Regions from separate parts of the Oryctolagus cuniculus genome. Here region 2 is linked to region 1. The links are chromatin contacts, called in public Micro-C maps. All regions are on one chromosome and are shown on one strand. The core of a region is the stretch at or near the end of the contact, and the rest is flanking DNA. Distances in the headings are between cores, read along the strand shown.

Region 1 (6,556 bases), core at 1,787-4,286:
AGAAGCACTGTAATTTAACTTATTTGATTAAAGAAGCACTCCATTGTCTTAAATATATAGTGCTGTGATCTCTAGACTCAAACATCAAGGAGACTAAGAATAGACACATAAGAAAAGGCAACTGCTGCAAACTGGAGTGTCCATGATGACAACCTTGCTATACCACCACTTGAAAAAATCCAAGTGATACACTCTACATTAGTTAAAGGGGTTTAGAGCATTGCATAAACACATGTTTTACTTCCTCTTGAGCAGGAAATCCATGTCCTGAGTCTACCAGACTTGTGAGTACCATGGTTCACTGGTCCAACAATAACAGTTACCATAACTAGGCACTGTGTCAAGTGATGGATGGTGTGCCATCTCACCACATCAGAAGCAGGTGCTATTTGTGACTCATTTTACCTCTGAGGTACCTGAATTTCTTCAAGGAGAAATCTGTGAGGGAGTGAGCCCGGTGCTCTGATCTGGCTCCAGAACCGTAATCCTAACACCTGGCTTTCCTGGGCGTGGAGCAGATGACAAACTAGTGAAGCCTACATCTCTCACACATCCAAGTATAGGAACGGTGGTAGTCACTAACACTCAGAGGCAAAGCCTGGCATGGCCCCTCCTTGGGTAGCAATGGCAGGGAGCTTCACTCATTTATGACGCCACCTCTGCCAGAAAGACCCAACTCACTTCACCTGGGGACCCACCTTCATCCTCAACCATGCCTGAGGTTATTTTTTTAAAATTTATTTTCTTATTTAGTTGAAAGAGTTACAGAGAGAGGTAGAGACAGAGAGACAGAGAGGTCTTCCATCCTCTGGTTCACTCCCTAAATGGCCAAAACAGCCAGAGCTGAGCTGATCCAAAGCCAGGAGTCAGGAGCATCTTTCAGGTCTCCCATGTGGGTGCAGGGGCCCAAGGACTTGGGCCATCCCTTGCTGCTCTCCCAGGCCCATTAGCAGGGAGCTGGATCAGAAGCGGAGCAGCCAGTACTCAAACAGGCACCCATATGGGATGCTAGCATTGCAAGCTAGGGCTTTAACCTGCTGCATCACAGCACCAGCCACCATGCCGGAGTGTTAAGCAGTCCTTTCAAATCACAGCAACTTGCCTGACCTTTCCTCTTTCTTTCCCAGCATTCTCCACCCTCCTGCATGGTCTTGCACTCTGCAAGGGCAGCCTCCTCTTTCAAAAATGACTCCCTGAGCCTAAATAGTCAAAGAGCTGGGAAGATCACACATCTTGTTTTAAATTCTGACTGCGTGAATCTGTGAAATGTCACAGGGAGTGGGAGTCCTATTCTGTGACCTATAGTTAACTCTATGCTACAAGAAAAACGCTGACTGTTGTAAATAGACTTCGGGGCAAATGCTATAGTCTCTAATCCCAGGCTCAAAAAAGGCTGAAATTCCACAGTGTGGTTGCTAGAAGCATGAGCTTCCCCCTTTGGGGACCCAAGTCAGCCCCTCTCCCACGGAGTCCTGCCCAATCTGCCACACCCAGGCCACAGAGGGCTCACAAGGGCTCAGTGTGGGCTCTGCTGACTCACAGGGTTCTCTGCCCAGGCCAGGACCTCCTCAATGCAGTCAAAAGGGCCTCTCCCTTGAGCCATTTCCCATTAGGGAGCAGTGAGTAGCTTTAAAAACCTTGGTGAACAAAGAGAGGAAATAAGCAGAGGAAAGCGAACATGAAGGCCACAGAGGGCCCAGAATGATTCATGGCTGTTTTCTCATTCCTTAGAGAATTCTGGACACAAGAGGTTTATTTGTTTCTTTGTTTCTTTTGCTTATTGTTTCTTTCAGATATATATACACACGCACACACATTTTAACTGTAGTGGAATTTACATAATATAAAACTAACCTTTTTTAAAACCTTTTTTAAAGATGTATTTTTTTATTTGAAACTTAAGAGTTACAGAGAGAGAGAGAGAGAGAGAGAGAGAGATCTTCCATCCACTGATTCACTCAACTGGCCACAATGGCTGGAGCTGTGCCAATCCAAAGCCAGGAACCAGAATCTTCCTCTGGGTCTCCCATGAGGGTGCAGGACCTTCTTGGGCCATCTTCTACTGCTTTCCCAGGCCACAGTAGAGAGCTGGATCGGAAGTGCAGCAGCTGGTTCTCAAACCGGCGCCCATATGGGATGCCGGCACTTCAAGCCAGGGCGTTAACATGCTACGCTACAGCGCCAGCCCCCAAAACTAACCATGTTAAAGTGTATAGTTTTGTGGTATTTAGCACATTCACTACATTGTGCAACCATCACCTCTACTTTCAAAACCTTTTCACCATCCCAAAGAAAACCCTGTCTATCCAACAGTGACTCCTTATCTTCTTCCCACCCCCACCCCCACCCCCACCCCCACTGCATCCCAATCCCTGGCAAACACTAATTTGCTCTCTGTATCTAAGAAGTTATCAGTTCTGGATATTTCATAGCAATGGAATGTGACATCGTATGGTGGGCTCCTTCCTTAAAATAACGTGATTGATGGTCATCCATGGTAAGGATTGGTCTGCATGTCTTTCATTGCCTCCTGCTACCCCAGTGTATGCTGGTAAAATGGATGGTGGTTTACAAGTTCATCCACTGATGACCGTGTGAGCTGTCACCACCTTTTTGCTACTGTGAACAGTGCTGCTATGGACACCTGTCTGCAACTCACTCGGGTATCTACCTAGGCGTGGAGGGCTGGGACACACGGTTATTCTGTGTTTAATGTCTCCAAAGGGGCTGACCCCACTGGCACCACACCAGCAACGCACCAGGTCACCTCTGCTCCTTCATGTGGACACATCTGTCCCTTTCTCCTCCCTACCCCCAAGGAAGCCCGTCCCCAGACTGCCCTTCTCCCTGGGGTAGAGGGTGGCCACATGGCACCTCTGCCAGAAAGGTTCTCCCAGGGCCAAAGCGTCCACTCTCGCCTTTTTCACCATAGGGCCTAGGGAGCCGGGGCAGGCCAGGCCATGAACCCCCTCCCTGTGGTCACTTGGGCACAGCCACAACAGCCACCCACGTGGCTATAACACCATGCCCCAGCCACCTCCAACACCTCTGTCCACACACAGATCCACACCAAACTCTCCCAAACACGCAAGGCCCAGTGCACAAAGCCAGCGGCTCTGCGTGGAAGCCATGGGCCAGCGGCAGCCAGGCGGGTGGGCACGCAGCACTCAGCCCACTGAACATCCCCAAGCCACCGCCTGCCTGGCTCTCGCCCAGCCCCCTCTGCTGAGGGCGGGCCTGCCTGAGCCTGGCTGGCGGCCAGCAGGAGCCTTGAGGACAGGCGCGCGCCCCGCCCCTCCCACCGGGGTTACTGTCGGTCACAGACCCAGGTCCTGCAAGCTACTGACACACAAGCCAGCCAACAGCGCCTGACCCGGCGGAGCCAATCAGCAGCCGCCAAGCTTGTCTGATTCCGTCTGCTCCAACCAGGAGGCGCGATCGTTCCAGCCTCCCGCTCCTGTGAAGCACCAGGGCCTGGTGGCATTTTTCCTTTCAGGGCGTCTGCCTCAGGCGCTCCTCTCCCAGCCCTCAGTCTGCCCTCCCCGGGAATGGGGAAGTGCGGGCGCACTAGTAGTGGGTCGGAGTTTCACGTGCATCGCAGTGGAGAGCAGGTTCCTTCCCTGTAGTGGGCTCCCCCCCCCCCCCCGCTTCTCTGCGGGGCAGCGCAGACAGGGCTGTGGCCTCGCTCTCTGCCCGGCCTCCCCCTGCGGTTCCCTTCCCTGCACCTCTGGTCCACAGCGGCCTTGGAGGCCCTGTGGCCCTGGCTGACCAGGACAGGCCCCAGGCGGAGCTCACTGCAAACAGCCACTGGGGAGCAGGGAGAGGGGCCGAGAGTCAGCGGAACAAACAGCGGGTGGGCATGCGGAGAGCAGAAGTCACCTTAGTGTAATTTGAAAGGCAGTGAGAGAGAAAGAGGGAGATGGAGACATCTTCCATTCGCTGCTCCCTCCCATCCCCGCAAATACCAGCAACAGCCAGGGCTGGCCAGGAGAAGGCCAGGAGGCTGGAACCCAATCCCAGTCTCCTGTGGCCTCCCACGTGGATGGCAGGAGGGACTCAGCAACTCCAGCTGTCATCCACTGCCTCCAAGGCTGTAGGTTAGCAGGAAGCTGGGTCTGAATTGGAGGAGCTGGGACTCCAACCCATGACTCTGATGTGGAATGCACGCATCCCCAAAGGAGTCTTAAGGGCTGCAGACTGTGACAAACGCCTGCCCTAAGGAGAGGGGGAATGAAGGCACAGAAATCCCAGAGTGTTCAGGATCTGCCTGGCTGCAGAGCTGGAGCAGGAAGTGTGTGAGGTGGGGAGGCAGGGAATGTGGCAAGGCGGCTTTGGGCCTGCATGGAGGGTGCAGCCCAGCTTCTGCAGGTGATAAGGAGTCACCAGACTTTTAATGGTTTCAGAAAGGTGGCTCTGATGGGCACAGGGCAGGGCAGCAGACCAGATGAGGGCCGGTGCACCAATTCTCAGGTACTGCTAAACCCAGGTGAGGGCTCCTGGGGTCTCAACTTAGGAGAGTATGATGGGAATGGAAAGGAAGGGCACAAGCTCAGGAGTTTTTTGGAGAGGAATCAATACTACTTAATGACTGGATCTGTGAGATGCAGGAGGACAGGAGGAAAAGGTGATGTTGAGGTTTGTAGCTTGAATGACAGAGATGGTAGCACGTGCACTGCTGAAATAGTAGGAAAAAGAGAAGCAGATTCTGGAAAGGGGGTGGAGTTCAGCTTCTTTCATGCCAAATTTGAGTCAGAAGAAGTACATCGATATGGAAATACGCTCAGTGGGTAGTTGTAAATATGGATTTGGTGTTTGAAAGAGGCACAGAAATGGGATCCAAGGCGTTTCAGAGTTCAGCTGAGGAGAAAATTCAAGACTCAAGAAGTTATGGAGAGGGGTGGTCAGCACTGTGACAAAGTGGGTAAAGCCACTGCCTGCAGTGCCGGCAGCCCTTATGGGCACCAGTTCAAGTTCTAGCTGCTCCACTTCCAATCTGACTCTCTGCTATATCCTGGGAAAGCAGAAGACAGCCCAAGTCCTTGGGCTCCTGCACCGGGTGGGAAGACCTGGAGGAAGCTCCTGGCTTCTTGGCTTCAGATTGGTGCAGTTCCAGCCGTTGTGGCCAACTGGGGAGTGAACCAGTGGATGGAAGACCTCTCTCTCTCTCTCTCTCTCTCTCTCTCTCTCTCTGCCTCTCCTCTCTCTGTGTAACTTTTTCAAATAAATAAATAAATAAATAAATCCTAAAAAAAAAAAAAGAAGTTATGGAGGAGCCAGTGCTGTGGCATAGAAAGTTAAGTCTCTGCCTGTAGTGCTGGCATCCTATATGGTTGCTGGTTCAGGTCCCAGCTGCTCTACTTCAGATCCAGCTCCCTGCTAATGCACCTGGAAAGTCAGCAGAAGATGGTCCAAGTACTGGGTGTTAGTAAAATGGTACCATCTTATCTGTGGTGCCATCTATGCCCCAGATACCATCTTAGGCTCTGGCACCTTGCAAAGTAAGCTTCGGTCCTAAGCCCCATGGCCCAACCACAGATGTCAGATCCACCCCCACCCTAATGAGATTCGATGCTCCTACTTCCCTGCCCATCCCCCTCACCTGCTTCCAGCACACTTGCTCTCTCTCAGGATTCCTCTCTCTCTTACTCTCTAGCCCTCTCCCCCTGGCCTATCGGACTTCCTCCATCTGACAATAAACCTTTCCCTTAACTCCGGTGTTTGGTGTGTTTTGTGGCAGCCTTACACTTTTGCCTCTGTAGCCACATGGAATATCCAGAAGAAGCTCCTGGCTCCTGTCTTCAGCCTGGCTCAGCCCCGGCTATTGCTGCCATCTGGGGAGTGAACCAGTGGATAGAAGGTATCTCTCTGTCCTTCTTTCTCTGTATCTCTGCCTTTCAAATAAATAAATCTTAAAAAAATAAAAAGTTGTAAAGTGGGAAGATTCAATAACATGCTCTTGGGAAGTAGTAATACTCAACAGGTAGAAAAAGGACACACAGGAAAATGTGCTAAGAAGTATCAGAAAGATGTTGGAGGGGGAAGGTAGATTAATGTAACAGGAGTGAAAAATAATCCCAGCAAGAGAAATCACAATATGTAAAATAAATAAGAAAGAAAACCATATATGTATACACATGCACTAGTGATCTTCAATAAGTTCATGAAAAATACATATGCTGAGTAAGCCATGCATAGATTTCACGAAAAATATATACGCTGGGGTTGGTGCCGTGGCACAGTAGGTTAATCCCCTGCCTGCGGCACCGGCATGAAAGCAATAGAAGATGGCCCAAGTCCTTGGGCCCCTTCACCCATGGGAGACCCAGAAGAAGCTCCTGGCTCCTGGCTTCGGATCGGTCCAGCTCCGACCGTTGTGGCCAATTGCGGAGTAAAACAACAGAAGGAAGATCTCTCTCTGTCTCTCCCTCACACTGTCTGTAACTCTACCTCTCAAATAAAATAAATAAAATTAAAAAAAAAAGAAAAATACATACACCAGTAAGCCATGGATAGATTTCAAATCTAGTTTTTTCCACCAAAATAAACTTATCTTTAA
Region 2 (6,261 bases), core at 3,667-6,166, 47 kb after region 1:
CCCAAGTGCTTGGGCCCCTGCATCCACATGGAGGACCAGGAGGAAGCACCTGGCTCCTGGCTTCAGATGGGCACAGCGCGGGCTGTAGCGGCCATTTGGGGGGTGAACCAACAGAAGGAAGACCTCTCTGTCTGTAACTCTACCTGTCAAATAAATAAATAAAGCAGCAGCATTTAGTGTGTAGTAAAACTGCTCATGGCTAGGGAAGGGATTCTTATCTTTAATAACAAGGAGATTTCTTATTTCATGGAACAAGAAGTCTTGAGGTTTGGTGTGTCTAGAATTGGTGACTATCACACTTCATAGAGTTCTGAGGATTCCCTGAGCTGCTCATCAAAATTATTTTTGGTTTCTGCTCTGCTACCTTTGGGATATTGGTTGCTCCCCTCATAGTAATAAGGTGGCTGTGGCATTTGCAAACATCTCAAATTGGAAGGCTATTGGGAGCTGGAATGTGGTTAAACAAAATATGTAGACACCTATGCTTTCCTATCAAAGAGGAGGAACACTGAGAGGAGGAATTAGCTGGTGGTCTATACTGTTCTCTCACCCTCTCCCTTCTCCTACTGCTAAGCAGGAGACGGTGAAGGCAGATCTCTAGGTGGCTCCTAGAAGACAACTTTTTTTTTCTCTTTAAAAAGATAATTTTAATATTCTTCCTGACAAAATCAGTTATGTGTACTAAATCAGAACTAAATCTTAATATTGAGTTTCATCAAACCCTTTGCTAATTCATACACTAAAAAGAAATAAAATTTAAAAGAATAAAGATGGGGCCAGTGCTGTGGCATAGTGGGTTAAGTTGCTGTCTACACCACCAGCATCCCACATGGGCACCTGTTTGAGTCCTGGCTATTTCACTTCTGATCCAGTTCCCTGCTAATGTGCCTGGGAAAACAGTGGAAGATGGGCCAAGTGTTTGGGCCCTTGCACGCACATGGGAGACCTGGAAAAAGCTCCTGGTTTCTGGCTTCAGCCTGGCATAACCCCAGCTGTTGCAGCCATTTGGAGAGTTAACCAACAGATGGAAGACATCTCTCTCTTTCTCTTTCTCTCTCTCTACATTTCAAATTAAAAAAATCTTAGAAAAAATAAAAGAATGAAGATTCTTTAACAGATAATCCATTTTGATATTATTATTTCTTAGTGCCCTACTAAGTTGTTTTGAAACTCTAGATAGTTTAATATTCTCATGAAATTAGTGTTTAAATAAACTTGACTTTCACTCAAATTGTTTTGTTCTTATTTATAATGATTTTTACAATTTTTAGGTTAAATTCAAAGGTTTATACTCACAAATGAGGCTAATTTGTCTCTAATACATAAATAATTCATTTTCTTATCTTTACTCTAGATAAAGCCACAAATGGAAATATTAATTTAACAAAATGAAGTTTCCTTTTTTGGTTCTTGATGTTTGAGGTTTATCAAGGTTCTATACAATAGGGCACTAAATTTTGGGACTAGCTGAAAATGATCTAAGATTTCCTCTAGTAAACATTATTTAAGTCACAAAAACAAAAGAAAAAATAATGAGTTGATTCTAGAACAACACCTCTAGTGACAAATGAATAGGTCTTAGTTTTAAAGAAAGCATTTAGCTACATAAAACTTGGAGGGGAAAATGGCCATATTTGAAAACAGCTACAAGGATCAGCACAGAACACAGGATTGTAATTAACAGAGTCATAAAACATAGTAAAGAGGCATGAACTGTCAGTCCTGCTGGAACATGCAGAGTCACATTCTCATATCCTGATTTGTACTTCATATTGTGCCATTGGCAGATATCCTCATTCTCCACAGCACAAAGAGCTGCCACTTCTGACTGAGCCCAGCATTTCAAAATTGGAAACTCTTGGTCACAATCCATCAGCAAATCTGGGTTACTGACCACAATAAAGGTTTCTCCATCTTTACTATGTGTCGCTCCCCCTCTTCATGGAGGAACGACACAGGACCCTGCGCTGTTCTTCTGTCTGCTTGGCCCTCCCCGGGTTTGCTGCTGGTTCTTCCCGGGTTGGCTACTATCCCTTCCACCTCCGTGGAAGGGCAGTTCCCCCTGGCCACTTTCCCCACTTCCGCAGGGGAGCGGCACACCACCGGCCGGCTCTCTTGGGGGCTGCACAGGTGTTCCCTTAGATGTTCCCCTTAGATGTTCCTGGTGAATGCCGTCTCTCTCCTCCTTTATAGTCCTCCTCTGCCAATCCCAACTCGGCTGCCCACACGCCGAGTACGCTGCTCTCCTCCAATCAGTAGCAAGTCCTACAGTTTATTGGTTGAACTGGAGGCAGCTGGGTAGAAGCTGTTTTTCTCCTCTCCCAGCGCCATATTGTGGGGGAGCAGATGCATAGAATAAGTCTTAATTCCAGTAACTTAGTCTAAGTCCGGGTTGCTCCCCACAACTATGTGGCCAATGATAGCAGTGGTACACAGGCAAAAAAGCTGGGAAACAGTCAACATATTATGAATCTTGTCTGGCACATAAATGAGAACTTCAGGATGCCTTCGACAGATAGTTAGGAGCATCTATATTAAAATTTTATGAAAGCATCACTACCTCTGTTATGCTTCTCTCTCGTAATGAAGCCAATTCATATGAATCTACAAAAAGTCCTGTTGGGATTTCCTGTTTAATTAAAGAGTCTGGGCCCAGGCTCCCCAGGATGTCTGTGGCCTTTGTACCTGACTGGCTGAGGGGCAGTGTGGAAGTCAATTGAGAGACCATCCATCAGCTCCTGGAAGAGAATGACCAGCTCATCTGCTGTATCATGGAGTATCAGAATAAGGGCCAGGTAAATGAGTGTGTCCAGTACCAGCATGTGTCACATAGAAATCTCATTTATCTAGCTACCATTGCAGATGCCAGCCCAGCCAGTACTTCAAAAGCAGAATAATGTTCCAGTTGGCTGTTGCGAAGAGAACTTGAACATAATCCACTTCCTACAAAATGGAGACAGGATCTTTACCAACTCAACTGCCCAAAATGTGAAGGAAACCTCTGTGGCTCTTTTAAAAATATGAAGAAGGTTACTAATGTAACAGTGTCCTCAGTGTAAATAGTTATTTTAATAATTAAGCAGATCTCTCAATAGACTGGCTCAGACATCCTTTCCTGAAATGAAAGCATGTTTAGGGGCTGGTGCTTGGCACAGCGGGTTAACGCTCTGGCCTGAAGTGCCGGCATCCCATATGGGCGCCGGTTCTAGTCCCGGCTGTTCCTCTTCCAATCCAGCTCTCTGCTATGGCCTGGGAAAGCAGTAGAAGATGGCCCAGGTCCTTGGGCCCCTACACCGATGTGGGAGATCTGGAAGAAGCTCCTGGTTCCTAGCTTCAGATCGGTGCAGCTCTGGCTGTTTGCAGTCATCTGGGGAGTTAACCAATGGATGGAAGACCTCTCTCTGTGTCTCTACTTCTCTCTGTAATTCTGTCTTTCAAATAAATAAAATAAATCTTTAAAAAAAAAAAAAAAAAAAAAGCTGGCGCCATGGCTCACTTGGCTAATCCTCCGCCTGCAGCGCCGGCACCCTGGAATCTAGTCCCGGTTGCTCCTCTTTCAGTCCAGCTCTCTGCTGTGGCCCGGGAGGGCAGCGGAGGATGGCCCAAGTGCTTGGGTCCCTGCACCCGCATGGGAGACCAAGAGGAAGCACCTGGCTCCTGGCTTTGGATTGGCGCAGCGCCGGCCGTAGTGGCCATTTGGGGGGTGAACCAACGGAAGGAAGACCTTTCTCTCTGTCTCTCTCTCACTGTCTATAACTCTCTCTCTGTCTCTCTCTCTCACTGTCCAACTCTGCCTGGCAAAAAATTAAAAAAAAAGAAATGAGAGCGTGTTTGGATAACAAACACAGTGAACATCTTCAAGGCTACATTTTTGTTCCAGCCTAAGAAATTTCAATTGAGTGTTGGGTGATCAGCCCCAACCAATCACAGCCTGTTGCCAGGCAGTTTCCAAAGCCATCCAATCACAGCCTGTTGCCAGGCGGTTTCAAATCCATCCAATCACAGCCACTGGCAAGCGAGTGTCAGTTACTCAGGAATGGCTTTGAAACCCACCTGGCAACGGAGCCTGCCTGGCAACAGGCTGTGATTGGATGGCTTTGGAAATTGCCTGGCAACAGGCTGTGATTGGATGGATCTGAAACTGCCTGGAAGCAGGCTGTGATTGGATGGCTTTTTAAACTGCCTGGCAACAGGCTGTGATTGGTTGGGGCATAGACCGCCCCTTGACCAGATTGGCTGGTCTTGGCCATATAAGATGTTGTACCAACTGAAATAAACGAGTCTGCGGGCTGCTCGCCTCAAGCCTGCTTTCACCTGACTCCCCGGGGTCTGTGACTCCGCGCCTCTTGCCCCCATCACACTGCTCCTCTCAGAAAGGAATCCACTGCAACATTGTTGAGAAATCAATGGCAACAACTTAACAAAAAGTATAATGTGCCTTACTTTTCCTTTTGTTAAAATGGGCATAATAATGCTGACTCACATTAAAAGGGCAATTTCTGAGGCATGACTGATTTTTTAGTAAAGCATCTGGTATCCTTCAGCAGGGGAATTCACAAGTCCTAGGTATTCCCACAGTAGCTGTAATCCAAAATCCAAATGCTATAAGAGATTGAATGTATCCATGGATAAGTGATGGATAATTAAAGAAGACATGAGAACGCATCCTCAGTGCCATGAGAACAGTGCAGGACACATTTTCTTTGCTTGGTGGATTTCCCCTTCTTTATGTGGGACAGGAGTTATCTGTGACCTAAGTATAATTTTGCAATAACTTCTATTCCTGGCAACTCTGAGGCTAGTTGTACTGATCTGGCACTGTGCTGGTTCACAATAAAAGGGAAATGAATACAATTGCACCATGTCTGTGAGTTTTGTGGCTGTGATTCAGGCTCCTGGGACCTGCCTCTATGGCCTATCTTCCTGCCTATGTGCTGTGCCTTTAAAAGTAAAAAAGAAGTGGAACCTAAGGGTTGACTCATACCTAGGAACCTGCCCTGCCCTGCTGTTTTGAGGGGTAACTTTAGGTTAAAATCTTGAGCAGCAGGAAACCAGAGTCTGCTGCCATTAGATCAAACTTAACACCTGCTGGCACCTCAGCCTGGGACAGCCAGGTTTTCATGTGTCACATGGTCCCATGGACCCAAGTCAGAGAACCTATGGGAAGAAGGGCACAGGAGAAGCACTGCCTAGGAAAGCCAGTCTTTTTTGTCTCTTAAGACAGATAGATTTTCTGGGCCAGTACTATGGTACAGTGGGTTAAAGCCCTGGCCTGCAGTGCCAGCATCCCATATGGGCGCCGGTTCAAATCCAGGCTGCTCCACTTTCGATCCAGCACTTTGCTATGGCCTGGGAAAGCAGTAAAAGATAGCCCCTGTACCCACATAGGAGATCCAGAAGAAGCTCCTAGCTCCTGGCTAGGATCAGCTCAGCTCTGGCCATTACAGCTATCTGGGGAGTGAACCAGCAGATGGAAGACCTTTCTCTGGCTCTACCTCTCTCTGTCCCTCTGTCTTTTGAATAAATAAAATAAACCTTTTAAAAAAGGATAGATTTTCATTTACTGATTGATTGATATATTTATTTGAAAGGCAGAGTGACACAGAGAGATCTTCCATCTGGTGGTTAACTTCCCAAATGCTTGCAAGAGCCAGGGCTGGGTCAGGCCAGAACCGGAATCAGAGAAACCATTCAGATCTCCCACATGTGTGGCAGGGACCTAAGTATTTGGACCATTATCTCCTGCCTTCCCAAATGAGAACTTCCATGCTTCAAATAATATATATATATACACACCATCAAGAAAGTGAAAAAGGAATCCATCCATAATGGGAGAAAATGTTCCAAATAACATATCTGTAAAGGACTAACACCAAAACATAAAAGGAATGTTTGCAATTCAACCAACTTAAAAATAGATGAAATATTTGAATAGACATTTCTCCCAAGAAGACAAATATCCAATAAACACATGAAGAGATAACATTATTAACAACAGTATTAACTATCAAGGAAATACCAAAATGAGATGCCACTTTATACCCACTGCAATGGCTATTATTTTTGTAAATAGCTAATAATAAGTGTTCGTAAGGATATGGAAGAATTAGAATCCTCATATATTCTTGGTAGGACACTAAATGTTACAGTTTTAAAGGACATTTGCAATTCCTCAAAAAGTTAAAAACATAGAGGTACCATGTGACTTTAGCAATTCTACTTCTAGAACTAAAAATATATGTATGCACAACTTGTACACGA

Evidence for each region. A called contact is a pair of places that touch in the nucleus more often than the background predicts.
Region 2: a contact with region 1 is called in a Micro-C map of ear pinna, with 16 times the contacts expected there. The contact joins two enhancer-like sites. A contact is called at or near these places in 4 of 6 Hi-C or Micro-C datasets (ear pinna, psoas muscle, skin fibroblasts and 1 more).

The regions. Positions count from the first base shown.
Region 1 is chr15:29,644,310-29,650,865 of mOryCun1.1, forward strand. No RefSeq gene overlaps it. Among named protein-coding and RNA genes, the nearest start is that of PKD2L1, 69 kb to the right of the region's middle. Within about 2 kb of position 3,037, at least 4 of the 8 cell types and tissues checked have an H3K27ac peak or open chromatin away from gene starts, as enhancers often do. A contact at or near this core is called in ear pinna, where this site is marked.
Region 2 is chr15:29,689,310-29,695,570 of mOryCun1.1, forward strand. It overlaps the pseudogene LOC100356908. Among named protein-coding and RNA genes, the nearest start is that of PKD2L1, 24 kb to the right of the region's middle. Within about 2 kb of position 4,917, at least 4 of the 8 cell types and tissues checked have an H3K27ac peak or open chromatin away from gene starts, as enhancers often do. A contact at or near this core is called in ear pinna, where this site is marked.